Linked DNA regions of Zea mays: region 1 is linked to region 2. The links are chromatin contacts, called in public Hi-C maps. All regions are on one chromosome and are shown on one strand. The core of a region is the stretch at or near the end of the contact, and the rest is flanking DNA. Distances in the headings are between cores, read along the strand shown.

The links. A called contact is a pair of places that touch in the nucleus more often than the background predicts.
Region 1: a Hi-C map of tassel shows a contact between it and region 2, with 4 times the contacts expected there. The contact joins two enhancer-like sites. A contact is called at or near these places in 4 of 25 Hi-C or Micro-C datasets (ear, leaf and tassel).

The regions. Positions count from the first base shown.
Region 1 is chr2:184,473,907-184,480,298 of Zm-B73-REFERENCE-NAM-5.0, forward strand. LOC103647412 (plant UBX domain-containing protein 2) reads right to left here. Exons shown (of 3, transcript XM_008671951.4): 3 at 4,219-4,767. The coding sequence ends at 4,522. LOC103647413 (a long non-coding RNA gene) reads left to right here and starts at 105. Exons shown (of 2, transcript XR_562829.4): 1 at 105-522; 2 at 662-993. Within about 2 kb of position 3,980, at least 12 of the 20 cell types and tissues checked have an H3K27ac peak or open chromatin away from gene starts, as enhancers often do. A contact at or near this core is called in ear and tassel, where this site is marked.
Region 2 is chr2:184,353,115-184,359,085 of Zm-B73-REFERENCE-NAM-5.0, forward strand. No RefSeq gene overlaps it. Among protein-coding and RNA genes, the nearest start is that of LOC103647410, 19 kb to the right of the region's middle. Within about 2 kb of position 1,922, at least 15 of the 20 cell types and tissues checked have an H3K27ac peak or open chromatin away from gene starts, as enhancers often do. A contact at or near this core is called in ear and tassel, where this site is marked.

The DNA.
Region 1 (6,392 bases), core at 2,730-5,229, 120 kb after region 2:
TGTACAGAGGCGGACGTACAGGGGGAGCAAAGTAGGCCATGGCCCCCCCTGAAATTTTGAAACTACTTATATATATAATATAGTTTACTGTAAAAGTGTATAAATAATAAAATGTATGATGGGCCAAAATAAACTGAGTCTTTAGGCCCGTTAGCTAACTGCATTTGAGACCTGAGTTTGAGCATTTGAGGGATCGAGGCCTGTTAGCTTTGCCGTGGTTTTCTAGAAGCCGCCGCTCAGTTTGCCGTGGTTTTCTAGCCTCTAGGAGAAGCCGCCGCCGCCCCCAACTGCAGGCTGCAGGCGCTGCTCCTTTCGCCCTCCGCTAGCGAGCGAATCGCTGGCTCGAGGCGGCACTCCGGCTGGCGGGCGTCGGGCCGTCGGCTGCTGTCCACGGCTGTCGACAAGCAAGCACCGTCCAGCGTCCACCTCGGCACCTCCTGTTCGGCTGTTCCTAGCCGCTGGCTGAGAAGCTAATTAGCCAAGACCCAAGAAGCGAGCAGGCAAGCAGCCACGAAGACGAAGGTAAGCACTTAGGCACTTAGCAGTTAGCACTAAACAGACAAGCGTATAAGTAGATTTGCAATCTTGTATGACTAATAAATAGATTAGATAAATTTATAAGTAGCTGATATGTTGATGATTATTACTCCTCTTTGTTTAGATAAATGAGGAGATTTTTTCAACCACTTTCAAGGGGGTCCGCAATTGGTGGTCAGGATAATAATAATGCCAATAATGTCAATAATTAATGGTTTGCTACACTGAGAAAGAGATCTTCAAATCCGTTGATGATGAGGTTATTATTCGACGATTTCAACGTCTCAAAACTAGAAGGATGCAATTGCCTCGGTCAACAAGAACTTAACGGCATGTTTGCTTTTTTTATATGGTTTTTTCTTTAAATTTTGTATCATGTATTGATATAAAACTTGAATTTTATGCGACAATAGTTGTTTACGGTATGGCTTGATTTTATCATGTGATTTTTTGGCCCACCCTGAATTTTTGTCCTGCGTCCGCCACTGACCGTGTATGGTTCGAGGATGAGGCCTATCTTCTCATTCCTAAAAAAAATTATTTGTAGAATGAAATAAATTGATTCATCACTATTTCATTCATCACATGCTAATAATTAAAAATAATATGAAGAATGAGTTCATTCTACCAAACTTAGGGGGTATGATATTTGGTTTAATAAATCACTCTAACAAAGTTAATGTGGTACATCATGAGTTCATTCCTCAAATTTGGTGAGATAACCACATTCCTCGTATTATTACTAACTAGTAACTATGAGAAATGAGGTGGTGATGCTTTAACTCATTCCATTCCATAAATTAAATAAAAAGTGAGAAGTGAAAAGATAGTGAACTAGCTTATTTTTTAAAACCAAACATCCTATTATATAATGGATTTATGATGCATCATATCACCAAACACCTCACTCGTATACAATAATGAGAGTGGTGGACGTCTAATAAGTCCCAACGAAGGTCTAGATTTGGGCTTCTGGATTTCCCAAGATTTCTGGCCATCATCATCAGAAATAAAAGACCGCGACTTACGACGACGTTGCAACAATATCAGAGACCGAGCAATTTCGGTCTCGAACACTCTGGTCGAGTCCTCCATCCAGACTTGAACCAACCGACTAGTTTCAACTTTGAAGACATACATGCATGTTCACGGTATTTTTTTTTGGCGTCGTTTTCTTCTGTTTCAAAGCACGCGTTTGACTTTTGGTTTTATAATTTTGAACTTTTTGTTTTGTTTTGTTTTGATAAACGAGATGTGTAGTACGGACTAGGGAGAGTGTGGTCCCGCCGCATGGACCGCTCGTTTCGGGATATGGACTCTACGCCACGTGACGGATGGCATGATCGGTGCGTGGCGGTGCACGGTGTGCTCGTGCGACACACGAATCGGTCCGCACGTCGAGACGTCGCCGTCGACGACTATTCGCCTCACTCACGCGCGCCAGGGGATCGCGATCACATGAGCTGGCAGCAACGGCGACGACTCCGTTCCTATTCCTTTCCACCCACCCATGCATGCGGTCCAGCAGTCCAGTGTCCACAGCCCAAAACCGCGTGGGACACAGTAGCGTCCACCTGCGATCGTACGTTTGCCTGTGTGGGGGGTCCAGGTCCAGTGCATGGGCTCCACACTAGCAACTTGCAGAGCGCGACCTCATCGGTTAGCAGCCAAAACATTGGCGGTACGATACAAATACAACCCACATTATTCCAAGATAGCCAGGTTTGATTCATGGTGATGCGGACCTGGGTTTGGATCACACTACTTGTATTTGTGGTGGGCAAGATCTCCACGCACACCCCAGCTAAACTAGAGGACCTGTTAAGTTTTGTGATCCAAATTGTAAAGAGGACGGCCAAAGTGGTACATGCGGGAGAGAGAGAGCAATAGATAGATAGAAAGAGAGGGACAACGTCCAACGGTTTAAGTAGATAGGTGTTGGATATAAGGCTTATGTCCGATGGCCAGTGGACCAACTGTCAGACGTAGCCTTATGTCTGACGGCACTTAAAAACCCATGGATATTGTCTTATGTCCGACAGGTTCAAATGCAGCTACCAAACATAAGATTGGTCGTCGGAATTTCGTCTCTTGTTCCTGTTGTGGTGAGCCGTGAAAAAGTTTATGTTGCCCAAAAGATCTTAGTGGAACCTTTCAAGTCCAATCTTGATGTTGTACTTGAGAATATGATATGGTATGGCTTCCTCACAATATAGACATAGACAAGCCCTTGCGGCACGCTCCATGAATTAGGTCTTGATTGCTTTGCTAAATTTTTTTCAACAACAGAAGCAACACATTGCAAAACGGTAAGAAAGATCATAAGGCCGGGGTCAAAATTAGCATAACCAATCTTGCTTGTGTGATATAATAATGATTTTACTTCTAAGGAAAGTCCCATAGCAACATAGTAAATATTCTTCTAGTTAAAATATGCATGTCTTATATATTCCGGATCAGAGCTACCCACAGTACCACGGCACACCCTAATATCATATAAGGTTAGTTAGCATAATGGTGTAAATACTATCTTTTAAATTTAGCAGTCAAGGTTCGAGTCTTGTTGATCTCTGTTTTTTGTTTCTTTTTTTATATTTTTCCTGGCACACTATAAGTGTAGCAGTTGGGTCCGCTACCCCCACACCCACACGATATACCATATATGTAGAGCGTGTGGTAGCAACACTCACTTAATTTTACCGGACAAAGTCTGAAGAGTCTGCGTAAACAAGAAGGCCCGACGATGCCTGTGCGTTCGTGCACTTTCCTAAAAGTTGGCATGCATGCATGCATGTGCAGAGAGCCGAGGATCATGCACACACATTACGTACGTTCAATAAAGCTGGGACGACGACTGAGCTAGCTGCAGGCTAGCGTGATGACGAAGAGGTTCAGTTAACTATATAGTATATAGATAATAAAGTTTTTCTTGATCTAAGTGGGAGCACGCATGATTCAGTCAAAGATTGTGAAGGCGTTCTTTAATTAAGGAGGAGCATCCACATAGATCTACTGCATGGCGTTACGGTCAATCTGTAATTAAAGCGAAAGCAGCTATATATATATACTAGCTAGGACGCATAAACTATTGCGGCAGCTGGGGAATATTTGTGGTCAGTGCGCAATGCATGCATGCAAGGGTTGTTGCTACAAATCATACAGATACGGCAACTTGCTCTGCTTGCTTGCTAGGTTATTTTTTTTATACCACCCAAAACCAATACCGTGCGTGAGCTTTGGTCTAGGGCTCTAGGCTTTCAAAAGGTACATACACACACGCATATGCGTCCATGCAGATGCAGCATCGAGACACAGACACGCACGCTTTTGCATGCCATGTTCATTTTGTACGTAGCTACCTATATTTTATCATTGGCAGGCGAAGCCATGAAGCGAAGCTAGAGTTGCCTAGTAGGTTTCACGTAGTGCCAAGGAACGGACACGTGCCGCAGTAACCCTCACGCCTACTCCAAATTCCGTGTGCAACATCAATCAAAACGACAGAACAGGGTATGTCACGATTCACGAAGAGCTAGCACCACCGTACGGGTTTTGCATCCATCTATCGGACAAAAAAACAACGGAGGCGTCACAACCTACGATGCTACGTACATAAACAGCACATCAGTCTTCAAGTAACAACATTGCATCCATCGGACTTAAATGTATACAACATACATGTGAAAAGAAATAATAATAATAATAATAATAATAGTACACAAACTGGGCCTTTGAAAAAAAAATCGGTAAGAATCCGCGACAGCCAAATCAAGCAATCTTGCCATGTATTGAGTTTTACAGTCCAGTCCAGTCCAGCCCATATCCAGTTCAGCATGGGCCTAACGAATTCTCGAGTATGTCAACCTTTCCACAAGATATGTCAGCCAATACAAATATGTACCGTTATTATCCAAGTAATCCTGTGATGCAGCAAGCAGAAACAGCAACAGAACGAACTGCTATACACACACATACACACACACTTCATTGTGATGCAGCAGGAAGCGGCTCACTGGCCTTCAGAAGCTCATCAAGCAAACCGGTGAAGACCACGGAATCAGTCTCCCTGGGAATGAACTTGAGGAGCGCGGAAGGGACCAGCTCCTCCTCTTGCAAGGTGCGTGCCCGCTCTCCCGGGTTTGGAAAATGAGGCACCACACGCGGCTTAGGAATGGCGGGAGAGATAAGTTCGAACTCCAAGCCTGGCTGCTTCAGAGCAGATGTGACGAACTGCAAATAGGGAAAGACAGCACGTTACTTGGCCGGCAGCTACAAACCAGAAACTGTCATAGATAGATTATACTCAAAATAATGGACAGCTGAAGTACAGATTGCTAACTGTAATGACTGCAAGAAATAATGAATGAACAAGATCCAAGGTGCCGTTTGGTTCCTAAAATGTAACGTAAATGGTAACGGTAATGGTTTGCATTCGATTACCAGTGGTAACAAGTTTGAATAGGCCGATATCAATTTCTAATGTAGTATCCGATTACGGTTAGACTTAAACAAACATGATTTAACGTTATTTGTTACCTATTACATTACAAACATATAAACCACACAGCACCCAAGTTTTAGAGGACAATTTCAAGTAGGAAAAAAAAGGAGCCAGCCAGCATAAAATGATGCACAGAAAACAGCTACAGTACTTGTTTACAAAAATAAGCTAGCATAGATGAGAACATATCAGATTCGCAAATAACATTAGCTACATACAAATAGGTCATGTTGATATAGCAAGGGTATTGTAACTCGATCCCCCCCCTGAAACACTGAACACTCTATAACATCTATTAGGGGTGATAGATGATTATTCAGTCACTGAAACACCAGGCCACCTGATACAGTCAACCGTTGTACCCACAAAGACCAAACAATACACAATATACACTCCCATGGAGACCACTGTGTACAGGTTACAAAGGCCAGACAAACAGGTTCTGCAGATGGATCCCCGGGTCAGCAACCAAGGCTGTTAATTTTCTGACTGCAAATGGTTAACCAATCCAATTGTGAACCAATCATGCTTACTCCGTACCAAATTATAGTCCACTTTGGTTTTTGTCCTAAGTCAAACTTATCCAACTTCAAAATATTGAGTTTGTGATCCAAATTCTAAGGAGGACCATTGTTGAGTTTGTGCCGTATTGTTTCCTAGCACAAAATATGCACTAACATCTAAAACATCAAATTGTTTCTATTAAATTATCCATGACATATGTTCTCTCTCAAATACGCAGGAGAGCCATGAATAAGTTTTGATAATGCATTTATTTGGACATGTAGGTGCTAATGTATTTTCCAAAATCTTGGTCGAAGCTAAAGTAGTTTGACTCAGGACAAACCGCAAATGAACTACCATTTGAAACAGAGGCAATATTTAATTGGATGAATTTGATAAGTTGTCCCACTAATATTTTTTCATCTCCCATAACCATATTAGTAGAAAAACAATGGATGTGGCTGTGATCATCCACCAATGTTATAGGTTGATGCCATGTTGGACAAATCTAGCCTAGTATGAAGCAATCCCTCATACAAACACCACAGTTATTATCTCGACCATCCTTCCACAAAAAAGTGTCACTTCAGAGTTCACAGTTTCCAACATACAACTTTGAACAATAAAGGACAGACCTTGTGTTATTATCTGGATCATCCTTCCGCAAATAAGTCACTTTAGAGTTCACAGTTTCCAAGATACAACTTTAAACAATAAAGGACAGATCCTGTGTCGAAGGAACATGAGTGGGGTCTGGGGAAGGAATAAACTGAGGCAAGTATTTCCCCCGCAAATACGGAGGCTGATGTTGAGTGCAGGAAATGACCGCGCGGACGGTCCAGCTCTGAGG
Region 2 (5,971 bases), core at 672-3,171:
TGTGATGTCTTCTATGCCAAAAAGGCTTTCATGCATTATATTATATATCTTCGGGTTACTTCAGGTAAAACTTTATGCATGAGAGAGAGAGAGCAGAGAATTAACTTATTTGTGTTTCATTGTATTTCAATTTAATTTCCCAGATTTCCAAGCACTATGGGGCTTGATATAGTAGTTATGGCCCCTTGGCGATATATATAAATATATGATACCACACAACACAATCAAATAAAATATAGAGCCAAACAAAATTGTTTACGAAGGTTGTGCAATAATGTGACTTTAGGGGCTTGAATAACCCACCACATTCCACGCGAGTACAAGCTCTAGCGTATCTGGCGTCAACATATGTGCGGCCATTAGGGCTACAACAACACAACAAGCCTTTATAACAAGCGCAATTGTGGCTCGGTAGTCGGGGTACACGATAAATCCACACAACGTGCGCAACAGGCGCAATTGTGGCTCGATGATCACGACAGACGGATAGTGCCTACAGGGCTGCGAAAAATGTGTGACTCGACGATTGCGGTTCGACTCAACGGGAGCAGTCCGATTAAATGAGAGTGCGACATAGTAATCACATGACACAACCAAGTTCGTACGACACAAATACTGTGTCGTGTTGCCAAGATGCAGCCAATGCCATAACTCGGTCGATTAATAACGTAGTCTGATCGACGTGTCTGAGTACCCACTATATAATTTAATCGCTCGACGTGAGTCCAAAAGCTCAACACATCATAAATATTTAGAGCGATTTTAGTCTGCGCAGTATAGTCTGCACAACCATTTTAATAATTTTCTGCTAATTATTTACTACGGGGAATAATTATTAATGCAATAAAAATGAACACCAAAATTAATGTATGAGCATAACACATCAGGTGTAATTATCATTTTACCATATTCAAGCATGTATTTTTCTACTAATTATTTGCGATAGAAAAATAACTGATTAAGATAGAAAACATGCTTAATTATTTTGTTTTTCAGCCGGTCACTTACATGAAATACTCAACGCATGATTGTTTTCTTAGCCGCATGCATCTTTTCCTAGTTTGACTCATGCGGTAGAGGATGCATGGCATCATGCATATGTGCATGCAGACGTGCGCGGGTCAACAGGTCAGCAACGACAAGGCGACTATAACTGTGTGCATGTCTCCTAGATCTGAAAAATGCGCGTGGAGCCAGCGACCAGATGCGCCGAGCGACGCCGCCGAGCAACCGGATCTTACAGAATGCTCTGGTTCGGGCGTGGCCCCGATATGGCTCCGGCATAGTCGAGGCGCGACTGCTAGCGCGCAGTGCGGTCCCGATGAGCGGAGCACCACTACGACGATGGCAGTACGTCGCGCACGAATTACAGCCCGTGCACAACTAACTGATCAATCAGTAAATATACTGTTTGTTTGCGTAGATGGAGAATCGAAGACTGTCGCGTAGGACAGTTCGGCTAGGCCATAAGACCTGCCGGCTTGACGGAGAGTTGATGCAGATCTGATCCCGCAGCGACATCGAGGTAGAGCGTGCTGATAACGTGTTGAAAACTACATCACCACAGATCACCAGATCCACTCTCTTCCCTCCCGCCAGCAGTAGAGGCGCGAGAAGTTGTAGAAGACCTGTTTCCCTTCCCATAAGCACGACAGAGAAAACACACGAGACACAGGGTATAGGGTTGGGCATCTGGTCTCTTTCTCTTCTCTTTATTATGAGAGAGTGTACAGGTTCTTTATATAAAGATGTGAGACCCATTAGAGGCAAAGCAGGTATTTACCCATATAACCTTAACTAGGGTTACTTAACAACTCCCAATCTAATACGCCGACGCCTCGAATAGCCCCCGCCATGGGCCGCACCCTGGCAGGCCGACTGTTGCGAGCTAACGGGCCGCCCACCTTGAGCCGCCATGGGCTGAATACCTGCAACGAGAGCTGCTACTGTGCTGCTGGCCGGTGCGCACTTGCTAGCCTTCCCACGCACACATGCATGAGCATGAAGCCCTTTCTTTTTTTTAATTTTCTTTTCTCATTTTCCTTTTTTCTTTTGAGACATTTTTAATATGTCACCGCGATAATCCGTGCAAGTCTCAACCGCACACAATTGTAAATATACAATGTTGATTCAATCAAAATATCCTGCTTAGCATCTTCGACCTGAACTTAGTCACAAAATCTAGTTTTCATACCTCATTTTCCTTCCTGAATTTACTACGGAAATTAGTTATGGTCGCCGCTGCCGGCCAAGTTCCATCTTAACCAACGTCTGCACATCCACGATCCATACAGTCAAGTACAACCACAAGTCCACGACTTTCACTCACGGATAAACAAACCAACACCACTCTACTGAGTGTGTTACATTAATATCAAAACACATATTCGCACACATGCATTGTCTCCAAAATCAAGTAAAACACTTTGCAATGTTAATGTTGATTCTAAAACAATGTTCTAATGTCAACCAACACAATATTTTCATCACACATGTCACGATTTCACAATCTCTTCCTTGATAAAAGCATTAATTGACAACACCGCACAAATTTTGAAAATTGGCGTTCACTTTCAAAATTTTGATTAGAATCCAAAAGAAAAGTGAAAAAGATCATAAAAAAGATCTAGCTCACTCTAAAAAGAAGGTAAATATGTGAATGTGTGTATCAAAGTTCTCCTCATTTGACAATGAATTCATCAAAAATACAAAAGAGATAAACTTACTTCCTCTTTACACAATTTTTAATAATGGCGAGTGTCATAATTAATCCACATATGTAACAAATACTTACCTAAAACATGCTAAAATATAGTTACACTTTCAAATCCATGTACACACGATTTCATCCGGGCATAACTAAAAAATAAGTGCAAATATGATTTTATTACAAGACATGGTAAAATTTGTACATATTAAATATTCTATGCACCTTTATGCTTGAAAACTCGATGATTGTTCATTGCAACAAATATAAATTGCAAGGAGTTAGAGTTGAATTTTTCAATGTTCTAGAGAGTCTAGTATATCTTTTGTACCTTTCCTTTTTAGTAATACTTTACTTTATTTAATATTGTTTTTTCTCTACTCTACTTAGTCTTTACTTTATGCAACATTTATCATAGTGATATTGTTATTGTGGTTTATATTTGTATGTAGTTGTATGCTTGTTAGATTGATGATACAATACCCAAACCTATGCATTGGACACTACCCTAACATGTATTCTAATTGATTGATGTGTGCGTAATTAGTGTAGTGACAGATAGTGTAAAAATAAAGTTTGTATACTTGATCTTTCACATGGTTGCTGCTTGCCTTACGAATTATATGTGGATGCTAGTAAGTGGTGACAACGATGTCTAGTATTTGTATACCACCACATCTTGTAGGAAAGTTATTAAAATAGTAAGACCCTCATAACAAGTTAGCCGCTTTAGACAAACATTTTTGCATTCGCTAGTTCGCCTAACACCTCGTGTACTTTGTGGAGACTCACTCTTCTTACTACATTTGTATATCTAGGATTAACCCATAGAAGTAGAATTAGAAAAAAGAAACCAATTACTTCCTTATTGTTCTTCCACCTAGCTATATCTTACTAGTTTTCTTTTTGAGTTATCTTTATCTTTGTGCATTCAGCTTGTTTCATCTTCCTTCCTATCGTTATTAAATTACCCTGACTACACTAATTGATAACTTATTATGATTCGTCCCATGACTTGGATTATTGTTGTGGCGTAGTGTGGCAACAAACACATTCGGAATTCCAAGGTTCCAACACATTGGTCGTCAAACACATTATTATGCATATATATCAGCATCATGCGTATCGATACATTGCTACTAGTAGATTGGATCCTGCTATTAGCCTCTTCTTCGTCTCCAGCGAAATCGTCATAAAGTGTGTTGACACCAGAAAAGATCTAGATCACATAGTAAGAGCTAACATGTCCATGGTCAACACACAACCTTGACAGAAGCGTGGAGCATAGCGGACCGGTCAAGCCATAGTTGAACCTATTCTATGTCGGTAGACTCTTGAACACCTCTCAAGAAGACCCTATCAGAGATGAGCACGTAGAGGTTGTTCTAGGATCGGCAAGGCCACCTAGAACATCACTAAATCTCGCACAAAGATGTGACGAACATCAAGATAGAGAGGGACAATATGGGGTAAAAAGGATATTAGATGTATCTTTGATCTATTGTATATTGAACACCTCGATCGCTCGTGTATATAGAGGGGGACTGATCCTATCCCATTAGAAAACTACTCCAGAATATGTTGGTTAAGTATTCAATTTTAAAATCAATTTCAAAAGGATTCCATTCATAAAAACAAGAGTTAATCTAACCGACTACCAAAATCGGCAAGATCGACTTTAACAGGAGAAAATGGCCACTATAGCGGCCTGGCCGGGTTTTAAGGATGGCTTGGTGAACATTAGGCTACCTCTAGCAGCTTACTAATCTTCATCTCTCACTAGGTATGTGCCTTTGCGTTGCGATGGGAGTAAAAATTTTGTATGAAACATAGATATGGAACGACAAACATCACCATGATATTTAAAATCTATGTGGCAAACATTATCAATATCGTAAAACAACTCCATGTACTGCTACTGTTGGCCTCAGACGAGTCGTGACAGCGTCTCCCACCTGAGGTTGGCCTCAGGGGAGTCATGACTGGATCTCCCGCCCGAGGTTGACCTCGGGCGAGTCGTGACTGCGTAACTCGCCTAGGGTTGGCCTCTAGCAAGTCGTTACTGCATCTCCCGCCTAGGGTTGGCCTCTGGCGAGTCATGACTGTATCTCCCGTGGGGCATGTCGTGACTACATCTCCCGTGCGAGGTTGGCCTCGGGTGAGTCATGACTGTACATGTCTCCCACCCGGGGGTGGCCTCGGGTGAGTCATGACTGCGTCTCTCGCCCGGGGCCTTATAGAGCTGGTCGGTGGAGTTGGGCACCTTCCGGAGCATCGCCCGAGATGCCCTCAAACGAGTTGGAAATGCCCTCAGTCGAGTTACGACTGCATCTTCTGTCGGAGGGTGGCCTCGGGCGAATTGTGACTATGTATCCCGCCCAGGATTGGTCTCGGGCGAGTCCTGACTGGGTCTCCCTTCCGGGGTTGGCCTCGGGCGAGTCGTGACTGCGTCTCCCGCCCGGGGTTGGCCTCGAGCAAGTCGTGACTGCGTCTCCCGCCCAGGGTTGGCCTCGGGGGTGTTGTGATTGTGTCCCCCGTCCATGGTTGGCCTCGAGCGAGTCGTGACTGCGTCTCCCCCTGGGGTCGCCTCGGGTGATTCGTGACTACGTCTCTTGCCGGGGGCCTTATGGAGTTGGGCACTTTTCGGAGCATCGCCCGAGATGCCCTCGGGCGAGTTGGAAATGTGTAGCTTGTCCGAGGTTGGGCTCAGGTGAGTCGTGACTATGACTTCCACTAGAGGGTGGCCTCGGACGAGTCTTGACTGCATCTCTCGCCCGAGGTTGGCCTCGGGCGAGTCATGACTTTGTCTCCCGCTCGAGGTTGGCCTTGGGAGAGTCATGACTGCGTCTCCCGCCCGAGGTTGGCCTCGAGCAAGTCGTGACTGTGTATCCCGCCTGGGGTTGGCCTCGGGCGAGTCGTGACTATGTCTCCCGCCCAAGATTGGCCTCCCGTGGAAGGTGATTAGGGGCGCGGATTCGGGAGTAGCTCCTATGGAAGTCGAGACACTGTGGTGGTGAGGAAGGGAGGTAGATCCCGATGTGGGGCACGAGGTTTGTTTCCATTGATGGACTGTCGTCTAAACCAACCTTGATTCCACTGATCCAGTCAAGGATGGAAGGGGGCACGACGAGTGGGTAAAGATGGAAGGGGCAAGCTACTCAAGGGCGAAGATGGAAGGGGCACTGACCGTACCTGGACGGATGAGGTTGGCCGGTGCTAGGCGACATTCGCGGGAGAGAGGTGTTGGAACTTGCTCTCCAGTGC